2 separate regions of the Mus musculus genome follow, and region 1 is linked to region 2. Evidence: chromatin contacts called from public promoter capture Hi-C data. All regions are on one chromosome and are shown on one strand. The core of a region is the stretch at or near the end of the contact, and the rest is flanking DNA. Distances in the headings are between cores, read along the strand shown.

Evidence for each region. Promoter capture Hi-C pulls out the DNA fragments that hold promoters and counts their contacts.
Region 1: a promoter capture Hi-C map of liver shows a contact between it and region 2, with 1.9 times the contacts expected there. The contact joins the enhancer-like site here to the promoter of Pdzk1 in region 2. A contact is called at or near these places in 4 of 39 promoter capture datasets (embryonic stem cells, liver and trophoblast stem cells), 6 of 484 Hi-C or Micro-C datasets (the G1E-ER4 cell line, embryonic stem cells, liver and 1 more), 3 of 115 datasets of contacts at active chromatin or transcription factors (T-cell acute lymphoblastic leukemia, embryonic stem cells and memory CD8 T cells) and 1 of 9 other capture datasets (embryonic stem cells).

What each region holds. Positions count from the first base shown.
Region 1 is chr3:97,061,267-97,067,424 of GRCm38.p6, reverse strand. The region is part of intron 1 of 4930573H18Rik (RIKEN cDNA 4930573H18 gene); the gene reads left to right. Among named protein-coding and RNA genes, the nearest start is that of Gm31120, 9.8 kb to the left of the region's middle. Within about 2 kb of position 3,189, at least 12 of the 459 cell types and tissues checked have an H3K27ac peak or open chromatin away from gene starts, as enhancers often do. A contact at or near this core is called in liver, where this site is marked.
Region 2 is chr3:96,827,573-96,833,383 of GRCm38.p6, reverse strand. Pdzk1 (PDZ domain containing 1) reads right to left here and starts at 3,319. Exons shown (of 9, transcript NM_021517.3): 1 at 3,228-3,319. It overlaps 4930442L01Rik (RIKEN cDNA 4930442L01 gene), which reads left to right and starts at 1,314. Exons shown (of 2, transcript NR_015596.1): 1 at 1,314-1,361; 2 at 1,556-3,558. It also overlaps a transcript of Cd160 not described here.

The DNA.
Region 1 (6,158 bases), core at 1,940-4,439, 230 kb before region 2:
GTGGTGCAGACAGACATGCAGACAAATGCTGATACATACTCAGTTTTAAAAAATTCAATGAATGGTTAAACTCAGTATGAGTCCCCCAGAACAACTTAAAAGAGCAGCTTGATCAATTCCTTCCTGGCATCACCTCTATCACACTCTCCTCTCGCTGCCCCTCCCTCACTGGCTCCCTGCTCCCTTCCCAAGTTGTCCCCTGCCTACTTCTTATGTCTTATACATAAAGAGGAAACACGTAATAGTTCTTTCTGAGTCTGGATTGCTTCACTTTATACAGTGGTCTCCAGCTCCGTCCATTTCCCTAGAAATGACAGAATTATACTCTTCTTAAAGGTTGAATTAAGTTTCACTGTGCTTTGTATCACATTTATTCTTTGTCATGTGAAATGATAATGGACACCAAGGCTGATTCCATAGCCTGGCTGTTGTGAATGTTGTCATAATAAACATGGATGATCCAGCATCATCTTAGTGAGATGACTTAGGTTTCTTTGTGTGTATTCTCTGTTGTTAGATAGCTGCATCCTAAAGTAATTCTGTTTTAGCATTTTGAGGAAGCATTGCACTGATGCCCATGGTGAGTACAGCAGTTTACATTCCCACCAGCAATGCATAAAGCTCTCTCCAAGTCCTCACTGACCTCTGGAGCATTTTTCTTTTCCTTGATGATAGCTATATTAGTCAGAGTTCTCTAACAGAACAAAACTGATTGTGTGTTCATGCATGTGCAAATGAATGTGTGTGAGTGTGCATGAGTGTCTGTGTGTGTGTGTGTGTGTGTGTCTTATTTTCTGATTGGCAGGATGTGGTCCAAGTACTCCAACAATGGCTGTCTTATGATAGGTAAGCCAAAACTCTAATAGTTGTTTAGTCCGTGGGTTGGGTGTCTTCAGTCCCAGTCTGGTTCTGGAGTCTGGAAGACTCCTGGAGAACTGCTGGTCTTCAGTCTGAAGTGGAAGTTTCTGAATGTGTCATGTGATGCAGACTCACACGATGTTTTACTGAGACAAGACCCATGGGAGGACATGTGAGCCTGGATGCGTGGAAAGAGTATGTTTAGGACTCAATGAACAGTGATGGCGCGCTTGCATAGCTAGCCTTGCAAGACTTTGCTGATCTTCACTTTGTTGAGAGAAGTATGGCAGAGAACTTCTCCTGGCGTCACAGGCTGGTCCTGGTTCCTCCAGCTGACTCGTGCCAATTTGGCGGAGTTTGGTGGTTTTTGCTGGATCGTGCCACTCTCAACCCGCGCCCAGGAGGCCGATTGTGTTGGATTCTTTATCACAGAGGACACAGCTTGGTTACTGGAGTAGATGTCCATTTGTATATAGATTTCTCCCCTTCTCTGTCCACTATCCTGTGAAGAACATCACATGCAGACTTAATAAATGCCTGATTCATGGTCAGTAGCACACAAATTTCTCTTTGACTTCCTTCTTCCCTTCCTTTTTTTCTTCCTTATTCATATGTTTCTTCCAATGTACTGGAGGCTGCTCAAAGACCACCAGAATACCCACAGGTTGAAGTGAGATCCAGCCAATTTGGTGGTTTCTGCTGGATCGTGCCACTGCCCACTGCCGCTGATTCGTGTTTTTTATCCTCACACTACTAAACTGGACTGCTGGTATCCTGACAAATGGAGATTAGAGTCTCCCCAAAGAACTACTTTTAAACAGGTCCACATATATCTTGTCTCCCCTACCTTTGGACAGTGGGCTAAAAGGGGTATCAAAGCATTCGAGAACCCTTATTAAAAGTAGGTTTTTAAAAATCTAAGCTTACTTCAGTCTACCTTGGAAGCTTGAAGAAGTCGGATTTAATGTTGGCTGAGGTAACAGGATAGACAAATTCGCCAGTGAGCTTGTGGGCATCAGGTAAAAACAAAGCCTCCTTCCTCCATGTCCTTCTGTGTGTGCCACCAGAAGGTAAGGCCCAGATTTAGGGTGGGTTTTTGTGCTTCTAATAATTTTATTAAGAAAATCCCTCACAGGAGTGCTTGGAAGCTTGGATTTTAGTATATTCCAAATGCAGTCCAGTGGAAAACTAAGATTGGCCATTTATTGATTGGATTTAATGGTTATGTTATTTTTTTTTGATCTCTTAATATAGTCTGCATACAAATCCCTTGGTTTTGTTGCTGGCAAAGATGTCATCTCCCTCTATAAGTTGTGTTTTCATTCTGAAGATGTTTTCTCTCTTATGCAGGAATTTTTAATTCCATGCAATCTCATGTGTCAGCTCTTGGTTTTATTTCCTGTGTTCCTGAAACACTTTCCAGATAGTCTTTGAGTACGTTCATATCTTGTAGTATTTTTACCTATGTTTTCCCCTGGAAGTTTCAAAATTTTTCAGCCTTACAGGTAAGGTCTTTGGTTTAGTTTGAGCTGATTTTTATGCGGGCTTAGCCACTACACCACATGTACCCCTGGACCATTATGACTTCATTGCACAAGTGTTCTTGTGTTTCAGTGCAGCACCCAAACACATGCTCTGTTTGATATTTTCTCAAGCTTTAGGCTCTAAGAATATAGACAGACACAAAGCTCTGAACTCATCGCAAAAGATTGTGTCTGAGTATTATCTCAGTGTCTCTTCTTCCTTGATGACTCTTAGGTACCGTTTCTGTATTCCACTCTAGGAATAGTTCCCCAGGAGACTCCCACGCGGGCAACCCGTGCTTTGGGCTATCATCCATCTCTACAGGACAGGCTCACAGGAGGCAGATTATGTTTGTGGTTTTGATGCAGAACCTTATACAGAACTAAAGGATCAAGCTTGTGTCCTCAGAACACTTGCCAGTCAGAGCTCTTCTGTGCCTGTTTCTTTAACATATTAAGATGTCTGTAGGGAGACGGGGACAACTTATAGCAGGCCAGTGCTTACATTCATATCAAATCCCTCCCTCTCTGACTGTCTAAGGTAGACAAAGCAGAAGGGACCTCATTAAAGCTGGACCCACCATAGGTCAAAACAACAGACTAGAAAGAGACATGAGAGTCTAACCACCTCTGCCCCAACCCCCAACTAACTTTGAGGCTTTAGAAAACACACTTTGTTGTCTCAACTTCTGAAAGGGGAATAACGGTAACAGCAGTTTACCCGGCTGTCATTTCGTCCCTGCAGCACGTATCCCAGGGTGCCTGGCCTGGGCAGTAGCAGGGTTTCTGATTGCAGCTCTGCTGCCAAGTCTAACGCAACTGGGACACTTTGGGCAGCTCGTGCTGGGTGGAAACTCCAGGAGCAAAGGTCTCAACTGAGGAAAAACTGTTAACTAAAAATTAAAATAAGATAAAAAACAAACAAACAAACAACTAGGAGGCATCTTTTAAAAGCTGTCTGCAGGGCTGGTGAGATGGCTCACTGATTGCTCTTCAGAAGGTCCTGAGTTCAAATCCCAGCAACCACATGGTGGCTCACAAACACCCATAATGAGATCTGATGCCCTATACTGGTGGGTCAGAAAGCAGCTACAGTGTACTATGTATAATAATAAATAAATCTTAAAAAAAAAAGCTATCTGCAGATAATCAGGGAAACATGAGTGGCTGGACTGTTAGGCCACCATGGAGTTATGGGGCCAGGGTGGCATAGATGTCTTCTCTAGAGGAGTTAGATACTGCTCCTCTGTCTTCCAAACAAAGAGACAAGAACTCTAAGAAGTCACATAAAGACCAAAGTTGGACTCTGCCACCAAGTCTGCGAAGTCAAGACAACCAAGCCTAAGCACCCTGCTGCTGTGAAACCAGGACAACTAAACCTAAGCACCCTGCTGATGTGAAGCCAGGACAACTAAGCCTAAGTAAGCACTCTGCTGCTATGAAGCCAGGACAACTAAGCCTAAGCACCCTGCTGCTGTGAAGCCAGGACAACTAAGCCTAAGCACCCTGCTGCTGTGAAGCCAGGACAACTAAGCCTAAGTACCCTGCTACGTTGGTGGGTAGAAATGCTCAGAAGCTGGACAACCACAAGGCAGTGCTCCCAGAAGTCAGTGGACTTCTCAGCATCAGATGACTGCTCAGCACCAGAGTTCCAAAAGGTTTGCTCTTTTCTGGAAAATAAGAGTTTCATTTTTATTGCTGTAGTCCCTCCCAGTTCCAGAAGCCGATGGCCCCTGGGTGAGAGAGAGAGGGTGACAGTAAGAAATGTCAGGTGTGCTGACTTTCCAGGGTTCACTTGGTGAGTCACAGGTATTTACCTCAGCTGCCCAGCTGGGTGGGAAAGGAAAGCTGGCGCGTGGATGGAGAGTGTTGGAAGCAAGAGGGACAGATTGGCAGGGTCTAAGTAGGTGCCAGGGAGAGGAAACAGAAGAGGCCGTGTTTGAAAAGCCAGAGGTGTTTCCCTTTGAAAGCTTAGCTGCCACACAGAGCCATTCTCTCTACACCCTGACAGGTCCCAGACCAGCTGTCAGAGGGCACCTTTCTCTCTCTCTCACCGCTCAAGTGCCCTGGCCGTCCTGAGCTCAACACCTCCACACTCTTAGCCCTCCTGCCAGAGCCAGAGGGGAGAGAAAAGCCACCATGACCTTGGCCACTTTCCACTGCCAGAAACCACTCCAGGCAAAAAGCTGATGCATGGCTCAGCCTGTAAAAGTCCTCACCTTGAAGCCTGAGTTCTATCCCCAAGATGCACGTGAAAGGAGAGGACTGTAGGCAGCCGATTCTCACAAGTTGTCATCAGACTACACACACACACACACACACACACACACACACACACACACACTGGCACCGAGACTTTCTTTCACCATCTTGTGGGCACACACAAACACAGACACAGACACACACACAAACACACAGACACACACACAGACACATGCACATACTCTTTGTCTCTGTCTCTGTCTCTCTCTTTTTCTCTCTCTCCGTCTCTCTCTCTCTCTCTCTTTCTCTCTCTCTCTCTCTCTCTCTCTCACACACACACACACACACACACGCATGCATGAACACAAAAAAGTAAATACGTGTTTTAAATACCTATAGTCTGATATAAATATTAAGATAGTGCCCCAATAAGTGGGTGTGGATTTGTGATTTTTAACTTAACTAAATTTTTGAGAATATTCTGGGGTAAAGTAGGAAGGGGAGACTCACTTCTTTTATATCCCCCCCCACTTCCAACTGAAAAATTAGAAAGGAACAAGCAGCCACTGAGGGCTATCAGTGTGGAAGGGGGTGTGAAAGTGCAGGATATCTCCCAAAGTCATGAGAACAGCCACAGGCTTAGACTGTCCCCAAGGAAGACTCCAGATGCACTGCTGGGAACAGAAGCTCTTTGGAAAGAACCATTGCACAACCAGAGTGTGTGCTGGACAGTGAGCACGTTCTGGGATTCATGGATGTTTCTATCTGCGCCATGTCAGTAGACACAAGCAGCCAGAGGCAGGAAGACCATGTCATTTTAAAAACTAGTCTGTTGGGACTCAGGAGATGGCTCAGTGGCTGATAGCTTGTACTGCTCCTACAGAGGACCCCAGGTCAGCTCCTAGCACCACACCAGTGGCCCACAGCCACCTGTAACTCCAGCTCACAAGGGACACAATGCCTCTGGCTTCCACAGACACCTGCACTCACATGTACACCACACAGACATACCTCATACATGTAGTTAAAGTTGTGGGATGAAAACAAGTCTTTAAATAGAACTAGCTTGTGTACCAAGTGAGGCAGCAGAAACACATAGAAACCTAAGGCATCGAGGACAGCTTCAAGTTGGTAGAGGTTTGCAGGCATCTCTTACCAGCCCCCTCTTGTCCTAAGTGCGGTGTGACACGGACTCCTGTAAAGGTGCAATCACACAAACTGATGTAAGGCATCGTGAGAGGCCCTACAGACCCATGTAGAGGCAGGACAGATACTTCAAACATCAAAATTATTTTTGCCTGCACATATATACTTGTTGTTCAAGTGAGGTAATAATTCTCTGGCCATGGCTTGCACTCAATGACGTTATATTGAGAAGAGCTAGATTCCAAACAGCTCTAGCATTTGAAAGAGACCGAGGCAGAGGCCGGTGTGTTGATTTATCATTAGTGTATGCAGTTCTAGAGACAAGAGTGGGCTCAAGAGGAGAGAAGTGAAAGCAATAGGAAGATGCAACTAAGCCAGGTATTGTCCAAGTGGGGTTAGCTGATCAGTCCAAAGGCCCTGTACCCCAAA
Region 2 (5,811 bases), core at 2,070-4,569:
CCAGCCAGCTTTCTCACTGCTCAGCCTCTAAAACACCCATCAAACAACAAGAGCATGAATTCCTGCTCAGGCATAGAGCACTTACTGCTCTTGCAGAAGCCCCAAGTTCTGTTTGCCTCGGTACCCTCTGCTGCTCCTCTGTGCTCTGTGCTGTGCTCTGCATGAGCCCCCACCCCCACCCCCCCACCCCCGCCTGCCCTTTGCACAGGCCACATGCTCTGCCTTCCCAGATGCTGACTGGGTATTCATAGAGGGTACTAAGTAAACAAGTTTTCCATATGAATGCATTCGAAACCTCCCCAGGACCCAGCCAAGGTTCAAACCCTTGCACGACCAGCCCACTCTGTAGGGATCCTATCACTCCATCTTTCAGCGTCCTTCTTATGTTCACTGAGGTATATTTAGCACCTACAATGAGGCAGGTGTCAGGCTCAACCCAGATTAGGCAAAACAATGCCTTGCCTTCAGAGAGCCCAAAATCCACTAGAGGAGAGTTACACTGTACTAGTACTGATAATCACTGCTAGGATAGTTTAAATGGGCTGTTGTTAAATTACACATTGAGTCCTTTCTAGGCTACATACTATTTATGAATACTGAATTAAAAACTAGTGAGGCATTTCACGTGGGGGAAACAGGTTCTAGAAGGCTAAGTTGGTTTCACCTGGCCAGATATGCAGAGCCTAGATTCCAATGTGAGGCCTGGGTCCTTCTACTCCCCAGCCTCGAGGGGATCATGTAGGTAGCATGGGAAGAGGAAGACGTCGCCGGGCAGAAGAGCACACATATCTTCGTGTGACAGAATCACCTCAATGCATATACAGGATGAAAGAAAGGAAACAGGTCAGGTTAGACAACAAAGCACCTTGGACTCAGTCCTGAAGATTACAGATGGCATTTGTTGTTTGTATCAGTGTCCCCATCAAGATAAGCTGCCTGCCGAGGAGGCACTAAAGTTCCTTGTGGTATTTTCACACTATGCACACAGTCTGTACAGCTGATGGGAATTCCATGAGCTCTTCCGGGTTTGGTTTTCGAGTCTTTTGTTTGTTTGGGGTTTTGTTGCTTTCTCGTTTTACTTTTGTGTTCCCATGGTTCCACCCAGCTTCACAAATACAGTATCTGTTGCTAGCCAGGTTCAGGCGGCAGATGATTCAAGCCTAGAGCCAATCTTCAGCAGCGATCAGGTAGGCAAGGTGTCATCGTTCCTATTGCAAAGCTCTGGCCTCTGCCAGGCATCCCCGAGTTCTCTGGAATCCCATACATCACACAAAGGAACTAAAGACCATTGTGACGTAGCCTTTAAGACGTGGGAGCATTTAACTTTCCCAACAGCAAGAACTAGGTCCCACCATACTCAGGTGAGGAAAAAACAGGGACTTAGAGAGTATCACAGGCTTCCAGTGCTCTTAACCGCTCATCCAGGGTGCCTACCAGGCAAGGAGATTGCGTTGAGCTGGGTGGTGTCTCCTGAGGAACCAAGGGAAGGGGCTGCTGAGGCTTGAGGGGAGGCTGTCTATCTCCATCTTACTATTCTCACCCATCTTCTATGCAGAAATATGAGAGCATTTAACCAAGATGTGAGCAGAGAGGTCCGTTTCCACATTCAGACAACCTGACAGAGATTCCAAGTGCCTCAGCCTCCTCTCCCAAGGAGTTCCAGCTCCTTTCCCTCCACACCAACTTCCTTCCCCCCGCCCCCCAAACATCTAAGCATCTATTTTGAACCAGGATCTGTCCTAAAAAACTTGGGAACACAACAAGTAACAGAGGCAAGAACCCTACACTCTTGAAACTTAACACACGGAAAGAAGACAAAGATTTCTGATGACAGATGCTATGGAGTGCTATGACATCATGACAAGATGGAGGGAGGCTCCACCTAGGAAATCCTCCTCAGATGGAAACATTCGAATTCGTCCTCAAATCGCAAGGGGCACACCCTTCAAAGCACAGACCCACCTTATACATGGAAGGCCCTTAGTGAACATCATGTCTCAACTCCTTTTAGTTGCTGGTGAGAAAATAAAGGCTCAGTGACACCAAAAGACTAGCACAGGGTCTCCTAAATGTATGGGTGCCACCTCCCGCTACCCTAGGCCACATTTGGATTTAATCATTTGAAGAGTGAGCAGCTTAGATTTGTACTTTCAGTCTCCTCAAACACACTCACATGTATAATTCTATTTCTAGAACAACCTTTGGGAAATGGTGTTTGGCTTTCCTTCAACGTATAACAAAATTGAGATGAGGCATAGATCTAATAAGTGAACCAAGACCTTCCTTAGGCATTGGTTTCCCAGACCTGTACCCTCTCCCTAGCTGCCTAGGAACACAAGATAGTATCAACAAGTCCATATGCAGAGACCTTACCAGAGTCAAAGATGAGAACAATTTGCTTGGCCATAACCCACAGCTTCAACGTCCCTGAGTTGTCTGTACATGAAAGAACTTGTGGTTCTATGTGACTAGACAATGGTGACCTGAGGCAGCAAGGGCCCTGTGACTTACGGATACAGGATGGTGCCTTCTACACCAAGGCCACCTGAGAGTCTTCATACCCAGCCCAGGAGTCTCCAGAACCGATGGACCCTTAGGGAAAGGCCCCAATGACGAGAAATGAGTTCCTTCCAAGCTTGCCTACACACAGAAGCATCTGGGAGAATTCAAGGCATTTCAGGTTCACACAAGATAGAGATTGAGAGATTCTCCCAAAGGGAGACTAGAAGACTTGAATTTGCACCCAGTCAACCCAGCAATCCGTGGCTTTCCTCGTGGCTAACACTGTCTTGGGAAACAGAAGAGGCACCGGTAGAAGTTAGATTCGGCTGTATGTTTTAAGGGCTGGCTGCCTTTGGAAGAGTCTTCCCTTATACCCTAAATGCTTGGATAGTAAAGTCTCAGAAGAAAATTCCCCGTGGCCTGGGACTTCTGTGGTCTCTGTCCCTTGGCTGTGCATCTCCATACAGCACCCCCACCTCTTCCACCCCATCGTATATATACGACACCCCTGGGAAGCGAGCAGCCCACCAATGCCTTCATGAAGTAGAGCCTGCACATCTCCAGTAAAAAGAACTGTGACACCCCTGGAAGGCCATCCTCACCCCCACTTAACCTGTGCTCCTGCCACCACAGAGGCCTCAACCCCCCCACAGCCACTTGCCAGCAAAAAGAGAAGGGATAAGTGGCCCCAGCCCAGGCAGCAGGTCGCAGACCGCTCTTCTTACCTGTGGCGAAGGATCCGCTCCGCACTGGAAATTCTCCCCGCTGTGAACACTACTAGTCTTGGAACTCACTGGACTTTGGACAAAGATTGATTTAAAAGCTGATGTATTTAACAGGGACGTGTGGTCTGAGTTCAAGTGACCTCTGTCCTGCTCCCGGCCAGCTGGCAGGGTCCTAAGCTTGAAATGCTCAAGAGGCCTCAGTAAAATCAAGCCCCGCCCCCACCCCAGCCTAACAATGGGAAGGGTAGTAGAGAAAGGTGGGGAGGGGGTGCCTCGGCCTCTCCAGTTCTATCTAATAAACAGAAGACTGGGTCACACCCAACCAATCCCCAATTCCAGTAGGAACCTCACTGTCCCTAGCCCAGGGTCAAGGTAGGGGCTAATCACCAGCCATCTTCCACACTCAGGCTGTCCTGAGAGCAAGACACTACAACTCCTACCCGGAAAGCTACCAAGAGGCCAAAGCCCCAGAGAAGGCAAAGGCCCTGTTTCTGGGTCCTACCTCCACTGTGGGGAGAGCTCTCCTAGCTCACTCAGGGGCCTCCTTGCTTCTTTCTGGCTCCCTCCCCTCTCCCGATGGCTGCCTCTGTTCTCTAACTATTGATACCTGTCTTCCTCTTCACACACTCTGTCTCTCAAGAAGGCAGCTGGGCAGTAGCTGTTCCCCCGTGGCCTGGCGTTGCTGAACAGGCCGCTAGCCTCAGCCACCGCAGCAGCTGATCTCTATCAACCACACCCACACAAACCATCCTCACCTGGATTCTCAGCCCACATTCCTAATTCAGAGCAGGAGACATCTTAGAACAGTGAGACCAGGCAGGCCCCAGGCTGTGGGCTGGATGGCCTCGTCTTTTCTCCACTCATGAAGAGCTGGCCATTTGTCTTCCCTGAGTCTTGACTTTGCCCTCAACCCAGGTGTGAGCTAAGCCAGTGGGTAAGAAGTTTAAATTGACATCAGGGCCACTTCATCATCTCCTGCTGCCTTCTGTCTCTAGGCTATATTCTCTGAACCTCTAATATAACTTGCAAAGCCATGGGGGTAGACTGGGATGCTCTAGGTTTAGGATCAGAACACCTGAGTTGAAACTGACCCTTCCAGTTTCCAATGTTTGATCTGGGCTGATTATCTTTCTTACAGCATTATGGCTGGGACACAGGGTGCCACACACACACACACTATAACATTTTATATGACAATATAAAAAGTTAATATCGTGCCTATAATTAAGTCTGATCTGATTAATGTGGAGCCTATAGGGTATACTCTACTGATTATATAGGTCTAATAGGATCATCCCTTTCTTTAGCCCTTTTCGTGTGACATGGTTTTCATCTTTGAAATAAGAAAGCTTAGATCCTCTGCTTAATAATCCTCCCCAGGATCACTTGACCAGGAGGACGGGAGAGCCAGCCTCCAACTCCGCCCCTGTCTTAGATCAGTCGTTTACAGCTTTGATAAGGCCTCCTGCTGTCAGGAATCGCTTTCTGTGTTCTCCTTTGCCAGGAGTTGTGAACAGGGGCCGATAATGAGCCGTTCTCCTTTGTTAGGGAGACAGAGTTGGGATTTTCTGGGCCACTTCCAACACGGAGATGTGATGAGCCTAAATGTGCTGGGTTTTAAGGTGAGCACGAAGCCTGCCCTTGGGAGTGCGCAGTGTAAGCTCTGGCTTGTCTGTAGAGTCCTGCAGATGAAGTGTGAGCACGGGATGTAGCACGGCGTATTGGGTGGTTTTGCTTCTAAAAGGTGCTGGCCATGAAACTGAAGGCCTTACGATGCCAGGCTAATGCCCTCATGCCTGCCACAGCCCAGCCCTGGCTTAGGCATCAAAAAGATTCGACATTGAATCCTAAATATGTCATTTCTGGTTTCTTTTTGATGGTCGGTTTGTTCAAGTTCGAGGCTTTATTTGGTCAGGCAGCGCCCGACTACACCCTGGAAAGGTAAAGAAATGCTTAACAACCTACAGTCTGTGTTAATTACCTGACTTGGTATTTCCATTAAGGAGAGAATCCACAACAGCTATGCCCCAGCCCCAGCACCTCCACTCTCCACCCGTCGTCCAAGGTTAATCTGTGACTAGGGATTTGCTAGAGAAATTTATTTTTTTCTTCCCAGAATCTGGGCCAAAATGAACATTTTCTCATTGCCTTCTCCATCCCTTTATCCATGATCCATTTTGTCCACGAACTCACCATGTTCCAACACATTCGCGTGTCATCTGACTCCTTTATCTCTCCTACCAGAATACTAAGTCCTCAAGGACAGGGGTTTGTGTTTTCTTTTAAATTTTTTTTTTTATGTGCCTGGGTGTTTTGCCTGTGTGTGTGTGTGTGTGTGTGTGTGTGTGTGTGTGTGTGTACCACATGCATACATGGTGCCCAGGGAGTCCTGAAGAGGGCGCCAGGTCCCCTGGAGCTGGAGTTACAGACATGTGGGCACTGGGAATCAAACCTGGGACCTCTGGAAGAGCAGTCAGTACTGTTAACTGTTGAGCCGTCTCTCCAGCTCCTAAGATTTTTATTTTTGTCACCTTGTCTCAAATGCCTGGAATATAAAACTACCACGTACTAATGTTTCAGGGAT